Linked DNA regions of Mus musculus: region 1 is linked to region 2. Evidence: chromatin contacts called from public Hi-C data. All regions are on one chromosome and are shown on one strand. The core of a region is the stretch at or near the end of the contact, and the rest is flanking DNA. Distances in the headings are between cores, read along the strand shown. Region 1 has its middle 24 kb from the start of Gm30474. Region 2 has its middle 43 kb from the start of Gm30224.

Evidence for each region. Hi-C and Micro-C count contacts between places; a contact is called where the count stands out from the background.
Region 1: a contact with region 2 is called in a Hi-C map of muscle stem cells, with 2.6 times the contacts expected there. The contact joins two enhancer-like sites. A contact is called at or near these places in 1 of 15 datasets of contacts at CTCF or cohesin (large pre-B cells), 7 of 484 Hi-C or Micro-C datasets (3T3-L1-derived adipocytes, the C2C12 cell line, ECoMG-derived neutrophils and 4 more) and 1 of 9 other capture datasets (embryonic stem cells).

What each region holds. Positions count from the first base shown.
Region 1 is chr16:93,105,407-93,110,368 of GRCm38.p6, reverse strand. No RefSeq gene overlaps it. Among named protein-coding and RNA genes, the nearest start is that of Gm30474, 24 kb to the left of the region's middle. Within about 2 kb of position 2,833, at least 38 of the 459 cell types and tissues checked have an H3K27ac peak or open chromatin away from gene starts, as enhancers often do. A contact at or near this core is called in the C2C12 cell line and muscle stem cells, where this site is marked.
Region 2 is chr16:92,551,001-92,556,021 of GRCm38.p6, reverse strand. No RefSeq gene overlaps it. Among named protein-coding and RNA genes, the nearest start is that of Gm30224, 43 kb to the left of the region's middle. Within about 2 kb of position 3,036, at least 35 of the 459 cell types and tissues checked have an H3K27ac peak or open chromatin away from gene starts, as enhancers often do. A contact at or near this core is called in the C2C12 cell line and muscle stem cells, where this site is marked.

The DNA of each region.
Region 1 (4,962 bases), core at 1,584-4,083, 550 kb before region 2:
GCTTTCAGAGATTTCAGACTGTGGTCCTTGGCCCAGTGCGCTCTGGGTCTGTGCAGAAGGAGGAACTTCATAGAGGTGGGAGCTAATGATAGGGACATAGCCATGTCATAGCCGATAAAGGAGAGACAGTTATAGATAGATAAACACACACACACACACATATGCACACACAGGTAGACACAGATACATAGGCACACACACACACAGACACAGGGTCACAGACAGAGATAGAGATGGACACAGACAGATAAAGACTCACACAGCGTCAGACAGAGGCACACACACACACACAGAGATAGAGACAGAGATAGACAGAGACAGAGACACAGACAGACAGACATAGACATAGACAGACAGACAGACAGGCAGGCAGACAGAGACATGTTTTCTGTGACATACTTCCTCCAGCTACCCCTCCCCAACATCTAAAGTTTCCAGAACCTCCTAAAATAGCACCAGCAGTTGAGAATCGCGTCTTCAATACGTGAGCCAACCATACAGCGTTGCATGTCTCCTGCTAAAAATAACAAAAGTACGAGTCACCGAGAGGGAGGTAGAGTTGACTCACACTGATTGAGCCACTGGCGTTCATGGCAGTATTGACATTGCTTGTTGGACAGCGGGGAACTGTTAAGAGCCTGTTTTCACTTTCCCAAATTTCCATAAAACGTTTACAAAACACACTTGCTTTTAGTATGATTGTATGGGGAAAGCCATTGGCTCTCCACGCCCTTGGTGTGTGAGGTACGTGTCATAACAAAACAAGAGAGAGGGTGGGTAGGTGGGTAGCCCAGTAGCTACCTCTACAGTGCGTGGCTAGCATGTACAGGACGTTGGTTCAAACCTCAGCAGCAGAGCGGTGGCACATACTGCAATCCCAACAGCCTACCCATAGGTAAAGGCTGGGGGCCCAAGAGCTCGAGATCAGCCTTGGGTATATACAGTAAGCCTGAGGTCGGCTTGGGCTACACTAGACACTGCACGAATCTTCTTAAAAATGTTTACATGGAGTAAACTTGCAGGTAGAACTATTGATGTTCCTCACAAGTTTTTCAAACTTTTTGAATAGTTCCCCCCCCCTTTTTTTAAAGATTGACTTTATTTTGATATTTTATAGAATCTGTTCTGGCAAGAGCCTAGTCACTATTTTAATGGTTGAGAGTGACATGTTAAATAATTAAGCCCTATCTCTTTATGTAGCTAAGACCGCAGAATAGCATCTGTGACATCCTAAGGAAAGCACCAAGCATTGTAATGCCTCAGAACTGGAGAAGTTGGGGCTTGGCCACAACCCCAAAAGATCCAATTTCTGCTTTCAAATATCCTCCATCCTACTGAAGGTCCCTGAGATTAGTGAGCGGCACAAGCACCATGAACTTGAGAATCGACTCTCTGAGAACGTAGCATGTTCTGCGGTGCCCTGTGATGTCAGGGATGCCCCCTCGGATGCTTTCACTTCAATTCACCTCCTCGCTTGTCAACAAGAAGGTTGTGGTCACTTCTCAGGTACATCCACCTCGTTTTGTGAGATAGAATCTCACCCTAACTGGTCATCAAACCCCAGGGACCCAACTGTCACCGCCTCCCCAGAGCTGGCATTACAAGCATGCACCACCACACACACCTTTTTAAGCGTGGGTCCTTGAACTTGGGTCCTCACGCTGTCAAGGCGGACACTTGACTTCCTGCACTGTCTCCCAGGCTTGGTGCCAGTCCTCATTGAGGAATAAGCCAGACATCCAGCAGTTGTATTTGATCTAAAGCTACCCCATCTTGTCCCTGTCACCTAGGTGTGCACAACACGAGCTTTCTGTACTCTTTATCCTAGAAGACAGAAGCCATCTCTGCACACCAAGGACCATAAGACAATATGGATTTCATGACTCCCTCAAACGTTCGTTAAGGCTGGCCTGTCAGGGTTGGGAGTACACATATAACTTAATATACATCTTTTTAGGTCCATAACAAAAAGTGTTGTATGCTTGCAACCAGAACAGCGCCATATCCTAATTATTATTTATTATTGTCATCAAAGCCACAGCTACTGGTCTTGATAGTGAGAGCTAACATGAAATAGATATTGACAAACTATTCACCGATTTAATCATCTCTCCAGCCACTTGTGTTTGCAAATGAATCTCCTGTCAACATCAAATCCTCATCAGCATTCCACACTCAGTGTGTGAGGATCATGTAAAATTGATGAGCTCAGATTTCTATTAAATGCACTACCTATTTCTGGGGTTACTTATATGGGCTTTCTGGAAGCTTGGAATCCTGGTGTCTTATAAACAAGACAGGCTCTGGCCTTTTACTTTAAAAGGGTCTTTAGAAAGCTTTTAGGACTATGCTGAGATGGAGTGCTCGTTAGAAAGATTGGAAAGAATGGAAAATTCCATGTGTGTGAGATTCCTGGGTAATATGTACAAATTAAGACTGTAAAGAAATTGATGGGAGCAATGTACATTTAATTTCAATATTTTGTGTGAATGTGTGTGTATGCACCATGTGTGTACATTGTCTGGGGAGACCAGAAGAGGGGGCTCAGCTCCCCTGAAATGAAAACGAAGTTCTAGATGGTGGGTGCTGGGAATTGAACTGGAGTTCTCTGGAAGAACTGCTAATGCTTTAAACCATTGAGTCATGTCTCCAGTCCTTTATATTTACTTTTAATTTATGTGTCTGTGTGTGCTGCATGTGTGTGCAGGTGCCCTTGTGGCCAGAAGAGGGCGTCAGATGCCAGTGGAGTTATGGGCAGTTATAAACCGACCAATGCAAGTATTGGGAGGCGACTCACATCCTTTGAAAGAACAACAGTTGCTCTAAAGCTCCGAGTCATCCCTCCAGTCCTAACAGGACATTGTTACTCATGTATTTATTTGCCTAGAAGTTCTATGTTGGCCTTAACCATAACGGGACCTAACTCTTGGCACCAAACACTATGCGAATGTTGAGGTATTATTTCCAAGCCCTGGGAACAGCTGCTGTTTATTGTGTTACAGTCGCCACCTCCTGAAGAATGTGATTCTGTTTCAAAGATATCCAAGCACTGACCAGGCAGCCTCAACCCAGATGAGCTGTGGCAACCAACGTGGCACGCTGTTATCCTGCTGTTATGAGGTGCACTCCATCAAGTGGTTCCAGATCCTTCTCCCCTGTGCCTGCAAGGGGAGGCTCTGTTGACTTTGGGGGGGCTGTAAATCCGAGTGGCACTTTTATGATTGAGGGGTAGACAGTGGTAGAGGATTTGTGTGACGCTCTATGAAAATTAGCAAATGCTGCAAACTCTGAGTCAGGAAGATTCATGGGAGGCAAGCCTGGGTTGCAAAAGGCATGGAGGCTTCCTGGAATCCGTGAGCTTCTGAGGATTACAAGAACGATCCCGAGGAGCTTGCCAAGGCCGCTCCTGTGGGATTAAGTGCACGGCCAGCTCTCAGACTATTCCTTGTATTGCATGGCTTGGGAATGCAGGGGCAGGGAGACCGCTAAATACCCTTGGCACTTTGAACTCTTTCAGCTTAGCACCCCTTGACATCATCAAAAATTTTTTTCTTTCTGTTTAGGGGAAGAAAGAGAGAGAGAGAGAGAGAGAGAGAGAGAGAGAGAGAGAGAGAGAGAGAGAGAGAGAGAGAGAAAGGAAGGCAGACCTAATTTGAGAAGCCCCATCCTCACCACAACCCTCTTTAGAACAAATGAACATTTTTCTCATGAGAAAGGTGGTTGACCTTCAATGAAGGACCTTTTGCTCCTGAAAAAAATTAGGAAATAATGTAATAGCTTATGTGTAGGTTGAGGCACTGATCTTATCCACACATTTTTTTTTTTACTGTTCTCAAAGGCTAGAGAAAATGGGATATCTGAATTTTTTAAGATTTGAAATATATAATTCGACCTAAAATAATCTCACTTTTAAGGACTTGGTCTGAGGAAATAAATAATTATAACTGACAAGAGTGAAAGTCATTTCAGAACTGCTCATAAGATCAAAAATGGTCTACTTTTATGTCAAAATGTTATAGATGACGTAAACAGTGTCATCTATAATGTGTTTCTAGAAGTACTCTGAGCTAGAGAGCTGGCTCTGTAGCTAAGAGCCCTTGCTGCTCTTACTGAGGACCCAGGTTTGGTTCTCAGCACCTATTTTAGGTGGTGCACAGCCACCTGTAACTCCAGTTCCAGCGATCAAACAGCATCTTCTGGTGTTCCTGAGTACTGCAAACATATGTGTGCACATGGGATTTGTTCACACAGACACGGGTGCACACATGTGCATGCACACGTGTAAATAAAAACAATGGAAATAACCACTTCAAAAATGCATAGCAGGCTAATGCCTTTCTCAGAAGATTTTCCATTATGGCGGAGAACTTGGAGAGATGGACAGACAGACTGATTTCTAGCAGAGGTTGTTCATGGTGCCATAGAGTCATCTCTCAGAGAAGATTTGTTCTGATGATGCTGGCTACAGAGGGAGACCTCAGGTTAGCTTCTCACATGAAGACAGTGCAACTTCCAGAGGCAATGTTCATTCTTCCAAGGGACCCAGCAAGTCTCAAGTTTTGATTCTTGCAAAACTTCCCTAAGAGTGTACAGAACTCCCCCCTTCGGAAATTTATAAAGTCATATCCCTGTGGGGCTGCATCACCTTGGTCAAGGAGGACAAGACACTCTTGCCAGCTCTCCATGAGTGGTGAGTCTGTGGCCACATGAGTGCTCTCAGGCAAGGATTTTCTGAAAGAGCTGTAGGGGCTGCTGTAACAATAATAACACAGAATTCACTGTGTGTGAAGTGTTGGGATGCAGGTGGGGGAAGCTCCAAGAAGGGAGTCAGTGAACCAGTGTGAGTGTGGTCAGGCCAGATCACCCCACCACAAACCTTGTAAGTTTGGAGGAACACACAGGGAATGATGGGACTACCCACAAAGGTAGAGCAACCACCCTGGCCCCCACGGCCTAGGATAG
Region 2 (5,021 bases), core at 1,787-4,286:
ACTCCAGGGACCCACCACCACAAACCTGTGCCTTGGCTTCCAGGCACTCTGAGCAGGACCCAGAGTGGTGGTCTGGATGGGTCAAGGAGCACTGTATGCCGCAGTGTGACAATAACTACCCAAGATCCCTGTAGTGGCTATTCCTAGTTGTCAACTTGACTATATCTGGAATGAACTACAATCCAGAATTGGAAGGCTCACCTATGATCCTAATCTGGAGGCAGAGAGATACAAGTTTCTGACCTGGATCTTGGCATGGAGATCTTGAGGCATAGTGGCTATACATTCCAGAAGATTAAGACAGGGAGATCTCTGAGTTCAAGGTCATCTGGATTAAAGGCTTGGTGGCACACACCTTTAATCTGGGCCACACCAACTGCTGGAGACCTACATAAGGACATTGGAAGAAGGAGGAATCTCTCTTCTTTGCTGCTTGCCTTGTGGGACTGAGCAACTACTAGATCCTTGGACTTCCATTCACAGCTGCTGCTGACCATTGTTGGAGAGTTGAACTACAGATTTAAGTTCATTCCCTTACTAAATAGAGACTACCCAAAAGTTTTGTGACTCTAGAGAACTCTAATACAGCCCCCTGCTTGGGAGCAGGGACTGGCCTTGACCAGGTATGCACTTGTGATTCAACCTTCTGTTGCCCCTTGCTGTTTGCTGGACTCTCTTCCAAGTTTAGAATCAGCTCAAAGCTTCCTTTAAAAGGACAGCTTGGCCCTAGCAGGCTGCTGGAGTGACATGTCAGGCTGTCCCCAGAGCACAGTTGTTTCCCAATAGCCCAAGTCATGCCAAATTGCTTGAGGCTTGTACTGTAGTGCAACCTGAAAATATGTCCTCCCACCCCAATCAGGTAAAAGCTTTCAATGTATTGTAGTGCAGCCGGAAAATATGTCCCCTCCCCTAGAGATAAGCTTCAAAGTCAACAACTACATGGTAGATGGAGATAGACACCCATTCCTTTCTGTCTCTAAGGCCACTACTTTAGGGGCGACTGAATCTCCTAACTTCTCATAGGTCTCATACGAGAAGAGGCACCCACTGCTCTAGCCCATACTGCCTCCTGACTCTAGTACTTGCTATTCTTATTATACCACTGACTTGCTAACTGTGCTCTCCTACTGAGATTCTCAGCCCCGCCTCTGCCTCCTACATGGTCCTCAAACCTCCCTTCCTGTCCTTATCACTCAAAGAGCCAGTCATGTACTGACTTCCATGTCAGAGCAAGAGCTTCCCCTGCCCGTGTCACAGTGCCCTGGTATCTCCTGGAGGAAGGTTTAAACCCAGTGGATCCGTCCATTCCAAAATGTGCCCAACATGAGAAGGTAAGCTTGGGATGAGGGTGTGAAGTGGACATTTCCTTGGTAGTTGACATTTCCAACAGAGGCCACTGCTGGCCTCTCCAAGAAACACATTTTGAGAATATTCGCCACGACCCATGGTCATCAGCTATGACCAGATAAGAGACTAGGGATACGTAATCCAAGCCCTCAAAAGACCCTTGAGTCATCCTCGGTGATAAGATCTTAGGTGACTCAGAACGACGACCACTGTTCACATCATGGAGCTCAATTCTAGTTGTTGCTGGGCCCCAAGGAAGAACTGAGTACAAGGGAAAGAAACAGAGACCAGATAACACACCAATGCGGAAAGCTGACTTGAAGAAAGCCAGGCCAGTTTGCATGGGGAACTGGAGCCTAGCCTAAGCTGGGATGACATCCTGAGGTCCAGGCTCTGAGGGACACTAACTCCGTAAGAAGGAACTGTGTCACCCTCCATACATCCCAGTATTAGATCCATCTCAATGCCACGTGGTCCTTCCTGGCCTCCTGGATGCCTTCAGATACTTTCCCAGAAAGGAGTATCTACCGTGCTCATTAGCATCACCAAGCAGGAGGTGTCTCTTCCTAAAAGGATCTCCACCTGTGACAAGCACATGAGGACACATCAGTTCCCAGACATCTTCATGGGAGAAGATTTACTAAGCTAGTTCTCTTGTCTCAAAATAAAAAGCCAATAATGAAATGTCTACCTTCAGAGATGGTGATGGGAAACCATGTTCCATGTGGTAATCTTTAGGGGGTGATGATACAAAAGCAAGCCTGCCTGGCAGGGGAGGACAACGACCCTGATGTCATGGACAAGACTAGAATTATAGATAGCAGAGGCTGGGGGCACTGGAGAGAGAGGATGATAACCAGTCAGTTCTGCAAGTTAGAGCTGGGAAGGCAGAATACAAATACGTCCTGGTCCTTTGATACACAGCAAGGAGATCGGAAACAGCACCACATCAGACACACCTCACACCTGGAAGAAATGGTTTGGATTATTCTCATCAAAAAGAAGAGAAATACCCTAATTTGATTATTACTCAACATATAAAATGTATCAAGCCTATAAAGATAGGTCCAATTATGTATCTATTAAAAATAAAATTCTTAGAAGGTAGAACTTCAACACTTTGGGACTGACATTCAATGTGTTTCATAGAGGACCCATTTGTCACTGTTGAGTCAGAATTGTCAGGTTCTAACCCCTCGGCTGCCTTCCAGCTCTGCCAGCCCCTGAGACCAAGCCTTGGGACCTCTGGGGACACTGACAACCAAGAACTGAAAGCTCAGGTTCATAAGGAGCATCCCCAGGGATGGAGCACAGCACCTGACTGTGAGAGACCAGAGCTGAAAAGTACAGGCAGGGTAATTCAGTCTGCTGGGCACGTCTCTTCTCTTTCCTGGGTCTTGTAAACGTTTCTCAGCTGAAGCTATTCAGAAAATGAGTGACTAAGGAGACAACCATCAACACACTAGACATTTCCTCTGCCCTTCCTCTTCTGAGTCTCCCAGAATTCTGGCTGCTTCAGGGAGCTGAGTTTCTCTTCAGATCTGCAGTCACCTATAATGGTGGCTCACTATCTGGAAGATAAGAGAGAGAGCAGCTGAGGTTCAGACGGCAGAAATACGGCTTGTGCCTTGCTCGGCTCGTCTTGCTCGGCTCGTCTTGCTCGGCTCGTCACGCGTATTATCTGCTGGAGGAAGTGACTCAGACTGGATGTGAGTGCCCTGTGCTTCGTTATGGCTTCTGAAGTGATCTGGACTCAGACAAGACCCCTTCCCAGGCTCTTTTGAGGGACTTCTTTTGGGGAGGGATGAGAAGCACCCAGGACGGTTACTGTTAAAATTATTTGGGAGTTGTGTAGCCCTCCGCAATACTGCTCTGTTCAGAGTCAAAATGATTTCATTTCCATTTCTTCTCTCAAAGTCAAAATAACAGGTGAGGGACTTGGAGAGGAAAGGAGGCTAGTTCTCCATCCAACCAGCACTGACCCAACTCCCAGCCTACCAGGCCCTGGTCAGCATACGGTGGCCTATTTCCTTAACATTTCAACGGTTGCACAAATTCTTAACACCACCACCACCATCCATCCATCCACCCCACAAATTTTGTGTTCACTGTGTCCGATGCAAAAACTAAGCACAGTGTCTTGGGAGAAAGCCTGATAAACGCTTTTGCCCGTTTTTCATGTTTTCCTGTATTTTCATGAACATCTTTATCAGAGTTCCAAGAGCTGAGCGGGGTGTTGGGGGAAGAGGTGGGGGGGGGATCTTTTACAGATGAGCAAACTAAGATTCAACAAAATTAAATAACTCGCCGGAGGCTACACAGCTCTTTCCCCAGTCATCTTGAGTCACAATTAACTGTCTGGATCCCAGAAAGAAATTGCAGACCAACCACTCGACTACGGGAAATGAGCCGTCTAGAGGTGGCTGCCCTTAAAGGAATGTGGACGGCTGTCTGGGAGCTTCAGCACCCGTAGTGACCACACTCGGGTACCTCCAACCACTCACAGCTCTGGGAGTGTTTAAAAGGACGAAAGGCTTATTCCAAGTAAGCCTTTTATTATCTGAAAGTTCAGAGAGCACGCTAAATACTGCTGGCCAACTGTTTATGAGCACGAACCATCCAAGTTAATCCAAAATGTTCTGCATCTCTGCTTGGGTCAGTGCAAGACACTGCCAAAAGAGACTGGCATTGACCATTGAACCAGAGCCTGTCTCTAACAGAGTTTAAAACAGCCATTGTGCGCACATGCCCCTTCGGGGCCCTATAGATTGCTCTGTTTACTAAATTTCCATTGGCTTCTGGTTTGTATTTTTCTTTTTTGTGCTCAACAAAGGATATATTGTTCGTTACTCAGATCCCTTGATTAAAAAATCCAAGTGTTGAGTAATCGCACTGTTCCTGGCTGTGCTAACCCCTCCCCCTGTTCCCTGATTCTCATCTACTTCAACTTCCTTCTCCATCCATCTCATGGGGAGTGGATCTGAACCCACATCTGTTTGATGTTACTGATACCGCCATACACACATGTGCCCGTAAAAAAGAATCCCAGAAAGACTCGGGGAGGGATGGGGAGATGGGAAGAGAGGGCTGGGTTGCTGGGAACCATCATTCTCCTGATCTTGTCTGCAATGCATGGTTCCACAAAAATTAGCTTCAGGCGTTAACTATTAATGCTGCCCTGGGTTTTAGGTAAGAATTAAATGGCCTAGTCGTTGTTAGTTTGGAAGACAGCCAAGACTGGCCAGCTGCCATCGAGCACCCTGGGAAGACAAGCTTGTATCCCAGACAGTAAGGGCAACACTCGCTATAGTGGGGAGTCACTACTGGGACATGGAGCCCCTATCAGGCAGAAAGCACAGAGGTGCCACAGCAACCTCTGTGTTAGAGGTTTGGTGATGGCATCCTGGAGGTGGTCCTTGTACAAACACAGCTCAAATTTTACCCATGAGCATCCCTGTCATTCACACTATGAAAACTGAAATGGATCTTCAGACGTCTCTGAAGTGCCAGGAAGAATCTCTCAGAAAAGCGATCGCTGCTACCAAGCCAACAGGTGATGTAATCAGCCCAACCAGACAGGGCAACCCCGAGATGTCTCTGAAAGATGAGACACTTTTCTTTATCAAGATGTCCTGGGGGTAAATTTAAACACCTCCCCCATCTCAGCCATTTCA